2 separate regions of the Sus scrofa genome follow, and region 2 is linked to region 1. The links are chromatin contacts, called in public HiChIP or PLAC-seq maps. All regions are on one chromosome and are shown on one strand. Each heading gives the region's core, a stretch centred on a gene start, on an enhancer-like site or on the middle of the called end of the contact. The rest is flanking DNA. Distances are from core to core; before and after follow the strand shown. Region 1 overlaps LOC110257431 (a long non-coding RNA gene). Region 2 overlaps PTPN1 (protein tyrosine phosphatase, non-receptor type 1).

Region 1 (4,411 bases), core at 1,188-3,687:
TTGACAATGTCTGGAGATATTTTTAGTGGTCACCTTGAGTGGGAGGGAGGGGTGCTACTGGCATCCAGTGGGGAGAGGCCAGAGGTGCTGTTCAAACTCCTACAGTACGCAGGACTGCTCCCACGAGAGGCAATCATCTGGTCCAAACACTGGCAGGGCCCATAGGTAGAGACCCTAAGTCAGACCCTGGGCTTCCTGTGCTCAGAACCCTCCAGGGGCTCTCAAATCATTTGCAGTACAATTCAAACTCCTCCTTCTGCCTTCCACCTGCTTTGGGTGATCCGCATCCCTGCTGGCCTCTGGATCTTGGTCCCTCCCCATCCCTCCCACTGGCTCACGCAGCCAGACGACTCTCCTTATCTTCCCCCAACAGGGCAAGGTGTTTCCTACCTCAGGGCATTTGTATCTGCTATTCCCACATGTGGAACACTAGGCCCCAGACACCTAAAGGGCTAGCCCCTCACTTCCCTCAGGCTCCTGTCCCTTCTGTGATGGCCCATATGACACCTTAGCCCCACACTCCTCACCCCTCCTTTGCCCTTTATTTCACTACCTGACACACTCCATCTCATTTGTTCCTTGACGATCTCCCCTCCTCAAATGTAAGCGCCATGAAGGCAGAGAGTTTGTCCATTTTTGTCCATTTTGTGCACTGTTCTCTCCCCCAGTGCTTGGCACACAATAGATGCTCAATAAATATTTACTGAATGAGCACATGACTTGGTCTACCAGGCTTCCCCTGCATTGGAATTCTAGAATTTAAGGGCTTAGTTGGCTGAGGGCTGGTGACCCCTTCGTCCTGGCGGGAACAGTTCTACAGTTGTGGGACTCCATGATCTTCAGCATCCAGTGAGCTTCCATTCCTGGCCAGGGCACTACCAAAGGGTAACCTAGGTCCTGGCTTAGAGAGGAAAAGACTGAAGGGCAAGAGAGGAGGAGAGGCAGCGGCTGGGCCCCAGCTTAGGCGGGGTCCCTGGCTACCCAGGACTGGAGACCCAGGCCCCTCACAGAACAAGAGCTATGCCTGGGAGTGTCGGGGAGGGCACTCCTGGAGACCTCCAGCAGGAGCTCAGAAGATAAAGGCGGACCATATGTTCTAGGAAAAAGCCACATAAAATGAATTCACTGAGAACCAGGGCCAAAACCTCAGGGAAAAAAAAAAAAAAATCAACCTTCGAGAAATCTGACTAGGAACCTATCTCACAAAGTGAAAGAAAAGTGAAAATAAATTGATTTTCTCCTTGACCTAACACAATTGTGTGTGTGTGTGTATATACAAATCCTTAGCATGATCAAAGTGAAGCGAGTATTGATACATCTAAATGTGTTTAAACAAAATTGCATAACAGCACAGTGTAATGTCCTTTTCCTTGCATGCGACCAACACAACGTATTCATGGAGTTATTCAGTCTGGGCAGCGGCCACTACCCTGCCCTAGTCACTGCCCCCTTAACTGGCCAGCCCACTGCAGCCTCTGGAAAAGTAGAGGAGGCTGTGGCCCCACCCGCCCCAGAATGGACAGCCAAGGACCCCTCCCAATCATTTGCAACTTCTCATTCATAAAACAGGCCCAGATGCATCTGATTGGCGGGCACTGGTCACATGGCTATAAACAAGCTTCTGAGAAACAGCCCTCAGCCCCTCCTCACCCCTGGCTGAGGGTCCTGCCTTCTTTCCCTCCCACAAAGTCCCCCTCCTCAGCCTCTCACTGGCTCCCACGGGCCATTCCATACCCGGGAGGGGCCAGCTCAGCACCTCCGGTTTTTGAATGACTAAAGAATTATTGTGCCCCATTTTAGAAACAAATAACAAACCAGGAAACATATTTTTATGATTTTTTAACAATTAAGAGGCTTATTTTCCCATTATGAAGGTGGTCTCAAATAAATAAGACAAACACCCCATGGAGAAAATAACATAAAAACAAAAGTAGGTTGGGTACCCGCTAGGCGCCAGATGCTGGGAATACAAAAGGGGACAGGCTGATGTCCTCCTGAGTGCGTCGTCTGTGGGAGAAATGATTAAGAGACCAGTCCACAACACTGCGGTGACCAGGGGCGCCCAGGGGCCTGTGGCACAGCAGGGACACACTCACATTCAAGGAATGGAGAGAATGATGAGGTGAGGAAGAGGGAAGAGTGCTCCAGGAAGAGGGAGCTCAGACAAAGGTGTGGAGGGAGAAAGAACGCCAGCTACAGCTTCCAGAACCTTCCAAATCAGAGCTGTCCACAGAGTTGGGTTCTATGTGTTGTTTTTAATTTGATTGGTTGGCCAACATTTAAAAATCAGAACATTTCACATATGACCTCGGATTTCTGGCTTCTCTTGATAAATTGAAAGATCTGGGCCCCGTGCCGGCCACGAAGCAGCTGTCCCCTGAGGAGGGCCTGTTCTCTCTAGTTCACAGCAGTCACCACCCGGACCACCTCACTCATCACGCTGCCTCTTGGCCCCAAGGTGTCTGCGTTTTTGACTCCCTGTTCTAAAGCTTGCCAAGGAGGATGCTGGGGAATCAGGCTCAGAGAGCCTAAACAACTCTCCCAAGGTCACACAGCACACAGAACAAGACTACAGCCTGAGGACTCAGGACACGCAGTCCTACTTGGGACACTAAGTGCCTTTCCCCAGCAGTCTCAGAGACCCCACCTCAGTCCTCCAGGAGCTGCTGACCCTGGCCCTGAGCTCTAGGGAACCAAGAGGCCTGGCCAGGGAAGGCCCCGTCCTGTTTAGGCTTTGTGGTCTCGTGAGTAACCGAGTGGAAAAAAACAAGCTTGAAAAGATAACAATTACAACGAAATTAAATCAAATCAGGCCCGTGACTCATTTATGGAGCCGTAAAAACAGAAAACAAAAACAAGCTGGTTCTGGAGGAGGGAGGCCAGGATGAGGAAGGGAGAAGTTGGGCAAGGGAAAAAAAATAAAGCAGCAGCAACAATCTCCCGGGGCTGTCAATTACCCCAACAAGGAGGCAACGGTGCCAGATGCCAGGCCCCTGTACAGGGCAAGGGCCCGGGGACTCAGAAGCCAGGAAGACCCAGAGAAGGGGCCAGAAGAGGTCCTAGATGCCAGTGGGGTGGCTGGTCTGCCCTCCTGAACACCCCCATGAGCTGGGAACCACTGACATGCCATTCTGCATAAAGGAAACTGAGACTCAGAGGAACCGAGTGACAAGGCCAGGTCACACGGCCAGAAAGTGGGAGGCTGAGGTCCCAGCCTGGCCCCAAAGCCAGTATGAGCTTCAGCCTTGCCATCTGGAAAACAGGCTCCCGAGCCCCAGCCCTCTTCCAGAGGACAGGAGAGCCAGGGGCCCTGGCGTTTCCTCTGGACATTGCAGGAGCCCTGAAAACTAGCCACCCAACATGGCAGCCCGTCTCTAGACTCACTGTCCCCATTTACGCAATAATGGGGTCACATCAGGCAATGACGAAGGAAGGCCCAGGAGCTCAGTGGGTCTGACCCAGGGGAGCTTCAAAGCGCTGCTCTGCCCATTTCCCAGAAGCCTCTGCCCCGGGGGACGTAAGAGGAGCCAGAGGCAGAGCCTGAGGGAGCCCGACCCACAGGCCTGCGATTCCCTAGAGGTCACCCTGACCCAGGGACGAGACTGGGCGGGCAGCAGCGAGCTGGGCCGGGGAGCTGAGCCGGGCCGGGAAAGCAGGAGCTCCAGGATAGTGAGGACAGGATTTGAGGGGGCCGAGAGGGAAGGAGCGCTGGCAAGCAGCTGCCAAAAACAACACCATTCACCACATTAGGACCTTGGATGTTGAGTGCTTACTATGGTCGGGGCACGGGCTAAGCACTTTACATGCAATCCTTCTCACATTCATCCATTCTACCAGTCTTTATGGAGCATCTTCTTGTGCCAGGTGCCATGTTGGGGGCTGGGAACAGAACAATGATCAAGAGAGACAAAAGCGAGGCGGCCATCCTGAACCGGGTAGCAGACAAGGAAAACCCAGGAATGCAGCGGGAAGAGCTACAGAGTCAAATGAAGAGAGGAAGGGAGTGTCGGGAGTCCCTGAAGGCCTGGCTGAGCTGTGACATTTAAGCAGAGACCTGAAGGAGTGAGAGCAAGCCATCCTTGGGAGTGTGTTCCAGGCAGAGGGACGAGCAAGCACAAAGCCCCAGGGTAGGAGCACACCTGGCAAGTTGGAGAAACAGGAAGAGGGCCAGTGTGGCGGGAGCAGAGTAAACCTTCCCAACAGCCAGAGGGGTAGCTACTGCTATTATCTCCTCTTTTAGAAGAGGAAATTGAGGCTCAGAGACGGGGAAGTGACTTGCCCAGAGTCACAGAGTGAGGAAATGGCAGCACAAGAGGCAGAAGCACAAGTTGAACTGTGTGGGAAGAGGGGCGGACATGCCACAAGGCTGTAGGATCCAAGGGTGACACTCAGAGAGCATGTGTCACCTGCC
Region 2 (4,022 bases), core at 1,242-3,741, 270 kb before region 1:
GCGACACACTTCTAATGTGTGGATTTCTACTGAAACCGCATTTATATTCCAAGCGAAGTGGAAACCGCTCTTTCTGGATCTCAGGGGCAGGGTGAAAAGCTGGTGGCCACACTGTGGTGACCTCTGACCCTGAGGCAGGGGCCCCGAGGAACCCCGTGCAGGCGGATGGAGCCATGGGGGCAGGCCACGTGCAGGACGGCTATAACGAGAAGGGATGGATGGGTGGAGAAACAGACATTGCGAGACCAGCGCGGCACCCTGAGCAAAAGCAGAAGCGGACTTGTTTTCTCCAGACGGCCTTTTGCTGTTTTCCTTAAAATGGGAAAGCTCACAGGCACTGTCCCAGCTCCGTGTGAGCGCAGCAGAGGAGGTGCCTGAGCGAGACAGTGTCCGAAACCCTTAAACCCTCTTTTCCAAAGGAGTTTACATTCGTCAAAGTGTGGGAGTCTTTCCCTGGGAAATCAAATAAAAATTGTGTATCTGGTTACACCACCTAAGGTTACAAGAGTTTCATAAGTGCCTAGTCATTTTTCTTTTCCCCTAGAAATAACAAAAAGCTGCTTTTTATAAAGGTTAAAAACAACAATGTGTTGTAATTCTATTATTTTTTTTCAAAAATAAATGAACCAAAAAAAAAAAAAAAAAAAAAAAAAAAAAAAGAAAAGAAAAGAAAGAAAGAAAAAAGAGAGCGAGACATATTTGGCATTTTCTCTACTTACTCCTGAATAGGTTAAGGCCCTGAGATTAGACTCTTATATTCTTGGGACCACAGGGCTCCTTAAAACCCCAGTGCATCAATCCTTAATTCTCTCCTGTTAGCCCTTCACAGTTCCAGACTTTGAAAACCTTTGATCTGCTTCTTCTGAGACTGGCTCAGAGCCTCCTGCTCTGAGTGCTAACGCCGGGCTGGTGGCCAGGGCTTTCTGTACACGCGGTCTGGCCAGCACGTCCGTCAGTGAAAACATACCCGGTAGCAGAGGTACGCGCCAGCGGTGAGGACTGTGGCCATGCACATGTTGACCAGGAAGGGCTTCCAGGGAGTCAACGCCTGGTCCTGCTCCTCCTTGGGTGGTGATGGCTCTCCCTGGGCAGAACCTGCCCCCACGACCCGCCTTCTGACTTCAGTGTCTTGACTCGCGCTGAGGAATGAGGGGGGCAAAGGTGGGTTACTCACTCTGGGGAAAACAATGGCAGGGACACTATTATTATGGAAGGTATTCTAGGAAAAGATGAGCCACATGCAAACGGAGCTTGGCAATGTTGACACTGACCGGAGGCCCGCTGTTACTACCTCCACCGCAGGGCCCTACAGCCAGGGTAGGGTTCTGGAGGCCCCAGGACTCCAGCCTAGAGATGGAGGGTGGCTAAGGGCCTAAGGAAAAATACAGCCACTGGTGCAAACAGGTGCCAACTTTGCCCTGGGGCTGCTGAAAGAATGTACCCTTCAGATCAGGGAAGGCAATGGCATGGCCCCCAGCCTTCCACTCCCTCCCCGGGACCCCAGCAGACTGACACGCAGAGAGGCCTTTGATGCTACGGACACGCGGACATCATGCACCTCCTGTGCCGGCCCTGTGATGAGGAGCAGCTGCATGAAAGACTGGGACTTGGAAACCAGCATTTGGCAAAGTATCCAGGTGAGATTTCTGATGATCAATTTAGCCACAGAACCAATGGGGCACACATCGCGGGTAACCTCTTTTATCATGCACACCTGTTGTGACGTCTGGCCACAACGCTACATCTTGACTCCACACGGTAACAGCTGTAAAACAGCCAACACAGGGGGAAGGCAAATTTATCTGCTCCCTGGATATATAACCTGCTCTTCTCTAGTCTTTCACAATTACAAATGATGACACCACTATAAGGCCTCTAGCTATACATCTCTGCACACCTGCCTGAGAACTGCTGCAGGCTGAATTTCTAGATGTAGATAAATGCGGGGTCGAGACCGTGCACCAATCGTAAACCACCCTCCAAAAAAGCAGACAAGGGCACTGCCTCCAGTCTCAGGCCTGGGCTAACTCTGCTTCATTCATCCTTCAAGCTTCTGCATGACGCCACCTCCTGCAGGCAGCCTTCCTTGACCACCCACAGAAGGCTGAGTGTCCCTTCTCAAAGGCTGACCACTTCAGCGCACACCTCCATTACAACACTGTCCACAGGCCCCACCACAATCTACTGCTCCCTTCCTGACAAAACCATCTAGAACACAGACCAGGGGCCATGGTCTAGTTATCTCAGTGTTCGACACGCATCAGTAGGTGCTCGGTAATCTTTGTCGAACTGCAAGGAAGCAAAATGGTGATCAGGTTAATCAAGGCTAAACGAAAAGGTTAAGTTCCCCAAAAACCAGTGGGGGCTGAAAGGACATGCTCAAGCCTGGATATCAGTTTCAGGACTGGCCTGAAGCCTGGGGGAGGCTTCTGTCAGCACTGGTGCTGAAGGTCTGACTCAGCTACACCAGACATGATTTCAACAAGCACCAGCAGGTGGTGCTAGGCCCACACTAAAGTCAGTCAGTCACCAGGCCCAACCCTGGGAAGCAGTGATGGTCCAGGACCCCATCCCCCAAGGACAAAGAAGTGGTGCTTGCTAAAAGAAGCCTATATCCACAGGTTTCAATATCAACATGTATTTCTGGAACAAAAGGCCACTTCCCCAGCCCCCAGGATGCCAGGACCCTCTCACATTACCTTTCTAGGCTGCAGGAGACGTTTAAGGGGGTTCTGGTTTCTTCCTTGATAGGGCCATCTTCTTTATCCTCCTCAGTCTCATCCTTTACCCACTGGTGGTTTGGGAAGAACTCCTTGCATTTCCCATTGTGCGGCTCCAGGATTCGTTTGGGAGGCCGAGGAGGCGGGGGGACGTGCTCTGGTGGGGGCTCCAGGTCCTCGTGGGAGAGTTCCTTCCATTGCTCCTTGAAAAAGCAGCAAGGAGAAGTCTCATGAGATTTCACATTTGGCTGATTTATCAAGGAATGCTCCCCTTTAAGTGGGCAGAGGTGAGGGCTCGTGAGGGACCCTCCCAGCTTCTTGGGTCTCCAGCCACGTCCTTGGAAGATGAGGTGTTCTGCAAATAAAGTCTATTCTGCCTACTAATGCTCTCTATGTGAGCTCTTCAAAGGCAGAAACTGGAACGTGGTGAAAACTTCCACAACTCCAGCTATTTAAATATGAAGGGTAACTATTTCCTCTGACACAGGATACTTTTGAACTTTTTACAACGAATAGCCTCCTTATTTAGAGGCAAAAATTTAAAACCAACACACCTGGGTTAAAGCAAAAGCAATGCTGACCTGTACTGAAGAGTCTCCCATGATGAATTTGGCACCCTCGATCACAGCCAGGTAGGAGAAACGGAGCTGGTCTGCTGTCTGGATCAGTCCCATCCGAAACTTCCTCATTTCTAATAGAACTTTCTTGATATCAACAGAAGAAGGGTCTTTCCTTTTGTCCATCTGAAAGCCAGAGAGGAGACACAGGCCAGTGAGGTCCAAGTCTCAAGCACCATGTGACTTTCAAAAGGGAAGAGTATACCAATTCCTCCTTAGGAAAGGAGTATACCAATTCCTCCTTAGGAAAAATCAGTGAGGTTGGCAGAAGTCTAGAAAATAGAGCAGTAAATCTGGGACCATGTAAGGGGAAAAAAATCAGAGGGAAGGGGATTCTTTGGATCTTCCCAGCTTCCACAATAAAATTAAGAGCATCCTTTCAAACGAAGCTATTTGGGGAAAGGCTCCTTTCACAGGAGGGAAGCTGTTAAAAAGTGAAGGTCAAAGCTAGTTTACTGCAGAAACACTAACGGAGAGGCTCTGGCCAAGCCAGAGTGGAGGTTCAAGTGTGGTCCCTTCTCTTCCCTGGGTCTTCAAGGGCCTTCTTACCAGCAAGAGGCAAGTGTCAGCCAGACAGAAGGTCCCCGACCTGCCGATACCGGCACTGCAGTGCACCACGATGGGGCCATGCTCCAGGCTGAGGGACCCCGACTCACGGACTTTGAAAAGAAAGTTCAGGAATGAG

The links. HiChIP or PLAC-seq counts read pairs in DNA pulled down with a chosen protein or histone mark.
Region 2: an H3K27ac HiChIP or PLAC-seq map of alveolar macrophages shows a contact between it and region 1. The contact joins two enhancer-like sites. A contact is called at or near these places in 1 of 47 Hi-C or Micro-C datasets (mesenteric adipose tissue) and 1 of 2 datasets of contacts at active chromatin or transcription factors (alveolar macrophages).

Annotation. Positions count from the first base shown.
Region 1 is chr17:51,813,022-51,817,432 of Sscrofa11.1, reverse strand. The region is part of intron 1 of LOC110257431 (a long non-coding RNA gene); the gene reads right to left. Among named protein-coding and RNA genes, the nearest start is that of CEBPB, 93 kb to the right of the region's middle. Within about 2 kb of position 2,437, at least 34 of the 83 cell types and tissues checked have an H3K27ac peak or open chromatin away from gene starts, as enhancers often do. A contact at or near this core is called in alveolar macrophages, where this site is marked.
Region 2 is chr17:52,080,395-52,084,416 of Sscrofa11.1, reverse strand. PTPN1 (protein tyrosine phosphatase, non-receptor type 1) reads right to left here. Exons shown (of 10, transcript NM_001113435.1): 6 at 3,887-4,022; 7 at 3,302-3,463; 8 at 2,700-2,923; 9 at 968-1,139. Among named protein-coding and RNA genes, the nearest start is that of PTPN1, 65 kb to the right of the region's middle. Within about 2 kb of position 2,491, at least 2 of the 83 cell types and tissues checked have an H3K27ac peak or open chromatin away from gene starts, as enhancers often do. A contact at or near this core is called in alveolar macrophages, where this site is marked.